2 separate regions of the Drosophila melanogaster genome follow, and region 2 is linked to region 1. A link is a contact called in public Hi-C data. All regions are on one chromosome and are shown on one strand. The core of a region is the stretch at or near the end of the contact, and the rest is flanking DNA. Distances in the headings are between cores, read along the strand shown.

Evidence for each region. Hi-C and Micro-C count contacts between places; a contact is called where the count stands out from the background.
Region 2: a contact with region 1 is called in a Hi-C map of the Kc167 cell line, with 2.4 times the contacts expected there. The contact joins the promoter of CG6791 here to the promoter of Ipo9 in region 1. A contact is called at or near these places in 15 of 107 Hi-C or Micro-C datasets (the Clone 8 cell line, the D17-c3 cell line, the Kc167 cell line and 6 more) and 1 of 6 datasets of contacts at active chromatin or transcription factors (the Kc167 cell line).

The regions. Positions count from the first base shown.
Region 1 is chr3R:11,410,298-11,414,327 of dm6, forward strand. Ipo9 (Importin 9) reads left to right here and starts at 2,225. Exons shown (of 6, transcript NM_141811.2): 1 at 2,225-2,535; 2 at 2,618-3,262; 3 at 3,317-3,735; 4 at 3,794-4,030. The coding sequence starts at 2,397. It overlaps Irbp (Inverted repeat-binding protein), which reads left to right. Exons shown (of 2, transcript NM_080512.5): 1 at 1-513; 2 at 759-2,143. The coding sequence ends at 1,981. snoRNA:Irbp-a (a small nucleolar RNA gene) reads left to right here and starts at 551; the gene lies at 551-700.
Region 2 is chr3R:11,588,144-11,592,218 of dm6, forward strand. CG6791 reads right to left here and starts at 2,003. Exons shown (of 4, transcript NM_169403.2): 1 at 925-2,003; 2 at 417-870; 3 at 1-359. The coding sequence starts at 1,667. It overlaps Jupiter (jupiter,), which reads right to left. Exons shown (of 5, transcript NM_169406.4): 5 at 2,243-3,164. The coding sequence ends at 3,025.

The sequences.
Region 1 (4,030 bases), core at 975-3,474:
TGAACATCATCCGGACGGCCTTTATATCCGGACTTCTGGTTAACGACAAGGACCTCATCGGACTCATCTTCGCCAACACCAAGCACAGTCCGCCGCCGCTGGAAGCCAGTGCATTGGACAACATCGTAATGCCGGATAACTGCGCAGTGTTCTTGCCCCTTCGCCAACTAACCAAACCCATTGTGGAGCACTATCTGGAATTCATGGGCGGGGTGGAGACGCAGTTCGCCGATGTGTATGGCCTGGCGGAACCCGATGGTCGCGGCAGGTTTGACCTTATGATCCGGCTCTGCATCGAGATGCTGGAAAAGTGCGGCAAGAAGCTAAACAACGCCAAGATCGCCTATGTCACGGACGTCAGGGAACCTCATCCATCGAACAGCAATCACTTCCAGGCTGCCCTGCAAAAGGCCAGCGATCTGGAGGGCAAGGAGTTCGAGTTTCATGTCATTCCCATGGTCGATGACTTTGACTACGAGCCGTTTTACAAGGAGTTCATCACGTTGTCAAGAGGTAAGTCCTTTAAGTCTGCTATTCATTTCTTATGGGTTTTAATGTGCGAAGTCTGTTCCCCTGTTTGGCGTTCAATTTTCGCCTGAAAGGTTTTAAGACTTCGTAGATCAAATATAAGCAATCATTCACCCGCATCCAAGTGAAGCTCAATTGGTTCGTGGTTTTGGATTGGCTTACAAGAATAATAAAATAAATATATAGCAATCCGTACACTAGATGATGTTTAATGAGGACCTTTTTTGCAGCTATCGAACTGGACGCCTTCCAGGTGCCAGATGCCCAGATGCTGCGCGAAATCCTGTCCGATCGTAAGTTGAAGCAGGATTTCCTTCGCCGATGCCTGGGCCACTTCAGTTTTTATCTGGGCCCCAACCTATCCATGTCCGTACAGTACTACAATTACTTTCAGCGACGCGCCTATCCGCGCAAAGTGCAAATCCTGCGCAGGGACAACAGTGTGGTGCGTACTAAGCGAGTGATTACGGTGCAAAAACAAAAGGACGATGGCTCGCAGGATATCGAGCACGAGTATCAGATTAAGGTGACGGGCGGTTGGTACACTTGCAACGTGGGCGAAAGGGATCTGCGCATCAGCATGGATCAGTTGAACAGGGTGCGCAATCTGCACAAGCCGCAAATGATGCTGCTGGGCTTCAAGCATCGATCCTCTCTTCCCGAAGTTAGCTACATCAAGCCAGCGAATTTCATGTACCCCGATGATCAGAGCATCATCGGATCGAAGCGCTTGTTCCGCGCATTGTGGGAACGATGCTTGGTGCGCGACAAGATTGCCATTTGCCTGTTCATGTGCAAGCGCAAGTCGATACCTCGCTATGTGGCACTTGTGCCAGTAGAGGCCCCAGATAATGGGGAAGATAAGAACTATCGCTCTCTGCTCTGCGGTGACGGATTCAAGATTGTCTACTTGCCGGAGGCCAAGCACATCCGCCACCTAGACTTGCAGGACTGGAACAATACGGAAAACACTGCTGACGAACAGAAAGTCGAGTTTTTCCAAAAGATCATCAAGAAGCTGCGCGTTGACTATCAGCCGAATCTCATCAACGATCCAAGTCTGGACGCCCTGCAGGCGAATCTTCTGGCCCTCTCCCTGGACTTTTCGACAGATACTAAAGGACTCGATAATCTGCTGGACACTTCGCAACAGGACAAGCGCATAGAAAAGCTGCTGCCGGACTATGAAATGTTCGCTCCGGAAGCAGAACCCCATAAGAAGCGAGCAGCCAAGTCCACCACAGCGGGAGCGAGCGGTCCCAAAATGGCCAAGATCGATGATGATCAACTCAAGGAATTCGAATTCGTAAAGAGCCTGAACAAGGATGAGGCTCTGACGAGTTGCACGGCCGCCCAGTTGCATTTTATTCTGCAGCATCACTTCGATGTTACAATGCCCAAGTCGTCAAAGAAGGCAAAACTGGTCGCCAAAATCGAGGAACTACATAAGTAATTAAAATATTCCATACTTTGAGTGATAAATCTGTACCAATCTAGCTTGTATTAACCATTGGTAAACTTAGGATTAGAAAATAATGTTTTGTTGTCCGAATTGTTAATTAAATACATACCAACACATAATTACTTGTAAAATAAATTATTAAAATGTTGTTTTAAAAAAAATGTATATTCCATTACACAATAACAGAAAAGAAAAAAACGTAAAAATTGTACTGAGCAGGCTTAACATAGTAGTCAAGAATCCTTTTTAAAAATCGATTACTATCCAATCGTAAGTTTGTCATCACTAGTTTCGCACGAAGCAGTCTTGCAAAACGCCCGTTGACTACATGTGATAGCGCCGCGCCGGCTTCTTTTGTGCGAATTTGGGCATTACGAATTAATTTATTTCGAACCACGGCCGAAGAATGTCGCTGCAATTCCAAAACGACTGCGGGGACTCCGTTAAGCAAGCCATCATCGAGGAGCTGCAGAACCTACTTAGCTCGGACACAGGAGTCCTGCAGCAGACAGAAAAGAGGATCAAGCAGCTGGAGTACACGGAAGGTGATTTGGCGGGCAGCTGGATTGGCGTGGCTTGGGCGCGGTTCACATGTAGCCCTATTTTAACCATCTCATTCATTTGCAGGCTATGGCGTCTACCTGTCCGAGATCATTATGAACCAGGCGCACGAGCTGCCACTCCGTCAAATCGCGATCGTGATGCTCACTCGTTACGTGGAGAACCACTGGACGGATGACGATGATGTTAAAAGGAAAGCCAACGGTTGTATGGCCAGCGAGCAGGCCAAGCGAACCATACGAAACATTCTGCCAAACGGACTGTATGATCCCAATTCAAAGATACGCTCCTCAGTCGCGCATACCATCTCCACCATAGCCGCCACGGATTACCCACATTGTTGGGCGGAGCTGTTCGACATCATTGTCAAATGCCTGGGCGGCAATGAGGATTCCATACACGGTGCCATGCAGGTGCTGCAGGATTTCAGCTACGACGTGGAGCAAATCAAGGAACTGGGTCCAGTAGTCATACCCGAAGTCTATCGCATCTTCGACTCCGAGCAAAATTACTCGATCAAAACAAGAGTTTCGGCCATTCGCATCTTGAAGCCACTTTTTGCATCCATTGCTGCACTGATCACCAACAAAGAAGAGCAGAGCACCATGATGAGCTCCATTTTGACAAACTTTATGGACAAGCTTATGCATTACCTGAGCATGAATAGCGGCGCCGTTTCCAGTTTCCTGCTTCGCACGGAAATTATCAAGGGTGGGTTTCATTTCGTCTTTGCTGGAAAGTAAACTAAACTTGATCTCACTTTAGTGTTTACCCATTTGGTCAATGAGATGCCAAAGTACATCAACCCCTTTATGGACCGTGTTCTGCCCATTGTCTGGCAGCTACTCACACAAATAGCCGAGACTTACGTGAAGGTGTCGGTGAATCAGACTGAGACAAGTCCGCTGGCCAGCGGCGACAGCGAGGAGGATGACGAGCAGACCAATTTCCAATCACTGATCATCCAGATCCTTGAGTTCATCAACTGCATACTGACATGCAACAAACTACGTGGCAGCATCAAAAATGTGCTGGCCGACCTCATATACATAACCATTGTTTACATTCAGCTGAGCGAGGAGCAGTTGGAGGACTGGCATGATGATCCGGAGAAGTTCGTGGATGATGAGGATGATGGCGGTGTGGAGCTCACGGTGCGCATGTGCGGCCGTGATGTTCTCCTGGTGAGCGAGAAAAGACTTTTCTGAAGAGCTTCATCACTGGCATAATATATTTTTGTAGGCTATTAACGACGAATTCGGAGCCAACGCAATTCAGCCATTGCAGGAGGCATTGGGCAGGCACTTTAGTGTGGCTGATGCAGAAAAAGCGGCCAACAATCCCAACTGGTGGAAGATCCAGGAGGCCTGCATGGATGCCGTGCATGCTTTCCGCGACGTCATCCTCGCCGGCGACTCTACGTTTGACCTCCTCAACTACTTGACCATAGTTCGGAATTTGCTTGTGCATCAAGAATCT
Region 2 (4,075 bases), core at 753-3,252, 180 kb after region 1:
CACTGCGGACAGAGGTAGTCGATGTGAGGCTCGAAAATGTCGTCGCTGCTGATGCGACCGCCGCGTCTGGGTGCGTCTTCAAAGTAGGGCGAGTCCTCGTCCAAAGGGGCGCCATTTCCCTCGCCGTTTCCATTGTCCCCGTCGCATTCATCCTCTATGGCCGAGGGAGCGTCACCATCCTCCTCCTCTGCGTCCTCCGACATAAGCGTATCCATATGATGCTGCTGCAGCAGATGTCTGATTATTTCCTGATGATCCGTGTAACCCTTGTAGCAGAGTTTACAGCGCAGCCACTCAGGCTGCGACAAATGGCTGAATTTGTGGGCGCGAAGTGATTTAATGGTATTGGGAGTCACAATCTGAGATAATAAAAAATAATTGATTCAGCAAAGTTTGGTTTATAAATCGAAACTCACCTTTTTGCACTCGAGGCACTGCATTTGCATGTCCACGCTTCGGAAATTAAGTCCCCTTCGGCTGACGTAGTCGTGGACGAACTCGATGTGCTGGCTCCATTGGGCGTGGGTGTCGCAGTCGGTGCCGCAGTCTGGACACATGTAGTGTATGTAATCCTCGCACAGTTCGGCTGCTCCTCGAGTACCAGCCTTTTTCTTGGAAACCTCTTCAGACACGGTCTGCTCCTGGGTGCCAGACTCATCGGCATCCGGTTCGAGCAGCTCATTCCGAACCTCTATGCGATCAGATTCCTCCCCAAGGTCATCATTCTCTCGGAAGCTCTTCTCCCGCAGCAGCTGCTCGGTGCGAGACTCTCGAACCCGTGTCTTCCGCCCCGCCGCATTGTAACCCTCCCGCATCATGGCCACGACTTCATCGCAATGGACCATGCGAAGATGAACCATAAGATCTTGCCTTTAAAAGACATTACTATTAAGGAAGGGCTGAATAGGATACTCATTACCGTACCTGTATTTGTACTCCCGTTTGCAGATGTAGCACTTGGTGCACCTGAAGGGCAGGTGCGTGAACTTATGCTTAAGCAGGTTTTCCCGGCTGTGCATGGCAATCCGCTTGTTGCACTCCCTGCACCGCTGATAGAGCTTGTCCAGCGGCGTAAAGTTCAAGCCACGTAGAGTGTTGTATTTGTGAATGTGGTTCATGTGCCGCTTCCAGTGGTCCTGTTGCCGGAATTCACCACCGCAGGCGGGGCAGATGTAGACTACGCCCAACTCATAGTTAATTGGCACTCCGTTCTCGTCCGTTGCATTGATCTGCGAGGTGGTGGGTCGTACAGACAGTCCGGAACCCAATCTGGGTCGACCCCCAGCTCCCGGGAATGAGTGTCGCTGCATTGGCGGACGCACTTGTTGGCTCATGGGTCCAGCAGGAGCCAACGATGGACGCTGTGGCTCCGCTATATCTACAATAGGTTCCATATTAAAATCAAAGAGCGCATCATCGTCGGGATCTGGTTGCTTTGGCTCCTTGGAGTTCTTTTCGTAATCATCCTCCTCCTCCCTCTCATCCTCTTCGGCATCCAGCAGGTCATCGATGGCATCGCCTGAATCAAGGATCGCCGTATCGCCTAGGAAGTCATCATTGCCATTCCCGTACTGCTCGCTGTCCTCCAGTTCCGCCACCCCGCTCTCCGCCTCACCCTCCTCGAAGTCGGACGAGAACATCGACGTCCACAGATCCATGCCCTCCATCTTTTGGCTGGGAAGAGGCTTTTCTGCGACAGCTCGCGTCGTCAGTGGCTCTTCAATGTGTGAGTGCGTATGCGTGAGAACTAGTTTTCGTATCCTATATGCCACAATTGGCAATAACGACGACGGCTGTCTGGTTTTTCACTTGGTAGAGCTCTTCTGAGGTGTTGCGCACACCAGGTTCCATCTTCACAGTCGGTGCAGCAGCACACACCTCACTGGGTCCTTTTGCATCTGCGTTTAGCCCACTGGGGCAGCGGAAAAATGGCCAAAACTAAAACTTATTGTAGTCTGCAAAAATCAGAGCCATTTTGTTTGCGGCGTCGCAGAGCTACGGGCCGCAAATAAACTGGAACGGCGTTGCACGGTGTTGCCAGACCAAGAAAGTGAACATCGATAACCCACAGCATGTCAATCGATAGCTTATCGACGATTTAAGCTTATGGGCGCGAAAAATTAAATGTTTCTTGAAAACTAGTTTTTAACTTCAGCTTAGGACCTCGGTCAAAAGGTTATTAACTCCAAACAATTTCCGTCCAGCCCGACCACTTTTCTAAATAAGGACAAAAAGGCATGTTATGTACGAAAGGTTTTTATTGAACAAATATTCGCGCTTGAATTTTGTATTTTTACACTTAATTAGCACGTGCACATTAGAAAGTGCTGTCGTACCGTTTAAATTACATATTTAATGTAATGTAATACAATGTTTATAATGTATGTATGTATGTGTTTTCGTGAGTGTTCGTGTGAATGCAGTTGGTATAAATATAAATATATGTGGCGTGTAGTAGCAACTAAAATAAAATCCATGTGTGATCAAAGGACTCCAACAGGCCGCCACCGCTCGCATCCTTGCTTCTCGCTTGCTTCACACGTAAGCACACACCGGGTTGATGAATATCATATATATAATATATCTGCAGTTGCAGAGGGCAGGCGATCGGGCGTCGTTTTGTGGGGCTACACGCGTTACATGGATTTACACCAACTAAGGAATTTAAATTACAGATTTGCAATGGGGTGGTGGTGGTGTTGGTAGTGATAGGTTTGGGTGCAACGCCGCCTTCTAAAATTGGTTGATTAATTCTCATCTGGGAAGCGTATCGTACTATTGCATCTGCAGATCGTTGAGCAATTGCTATTCTCTCGCTTAATTATTCGTTGGCCATCATGTCCTACTTTCGTGCCTTTCGATTTTCTGACCTGGATACGGGAGTGTAGGGTTTTATGCGTATATTAGATGGGTAGTATGATTTTTTTTGCTTGTTTTGTTGGTTTTTTTTTTTTCTTATAGTGTCTCGTCCCGCCATCGGCTCCTCAATTGCTTGTGCTGGGATCTGAGCAATTCCGGCTGTCATTACCACAGGCCCGACGAGTAGCCGCCTGGGGGAATGCGGTTCTTGTTGATCACCGGAGTGCCGCCATTGGACGACTCCTGGCGCTGGGAATACTCGTTGGCTACGACCTTGTAGCCCTCGCCTGTGACGGGGTTGCCCTCTGTGAAAACAAAGGAATATCATTAGAAAATTTGACTACTTAGAATGCAAACTAGGTGTATAAAATCAAATTGGTTTCTAAGAATCCGAAATTAAAGCGCAACTAATAAAAGTACTTGGGGATTGGCTATGTTCGTTTGGAGTTTGGAGTATGGAATTTCAGACGGAAGCGACAACCAGAACCAAACGCCCACCTCGGATCTTTAGCTTCTTGGGCTTGAGGCCGCCAACACCATCTCCGTTGAGGCCGAGGCCCGTGATCGGATTGCGTGAATCGAGTTTGGAGCACGCCTGCTGCTCCTCCTTAATCTCGTTTGGACAGAGCCCAAGGGGCTCCTTTACATTGCTCACGCCTGCCATCTTGTTCAGCGAGTATGGCTGTTCGGGATTATTTCCAGAGTCTCGCCGAGTTTGACAGCCCTCGTTCACCTGATCGGACTTTGTGACTGTGCTGTTATCTGCCGGCACGTCTCCAACTTCGCTATCTCGGCACGAGTTATCAATGGATAGGGCGTCGTCAGCCGGTGGAATTGGCGTTTCGGTTCGAGCCGGTTCTGGGGGACACAAGGATACGCGTGGGGATGTTTCTTTGGTGTCTGGTCTTGCTGTTGGAAGAAGGAGCGGGGAGGCAGGCGAATCGGGGATGAGGATGAGTCCTTAAAGGACACTGGACACTACAAGTACTCACTGCTCATATTGCGGAAGACTGACGCGATACGATTCAACAGACACAATTGGTTATTGTTCGTGGATTGGTCGGTTGGTTGGTTGGTTGGTTTGACACGATTTTGAGATTTAACGTTTATAGTGCGTGCGTGTGCAGTAAAAAATATATATATATATAGATATTTATAAATGCACAACTTATTTCGTTGAATACAATTTTGTTTTCAAGCGCTTTGGTTTTGATCG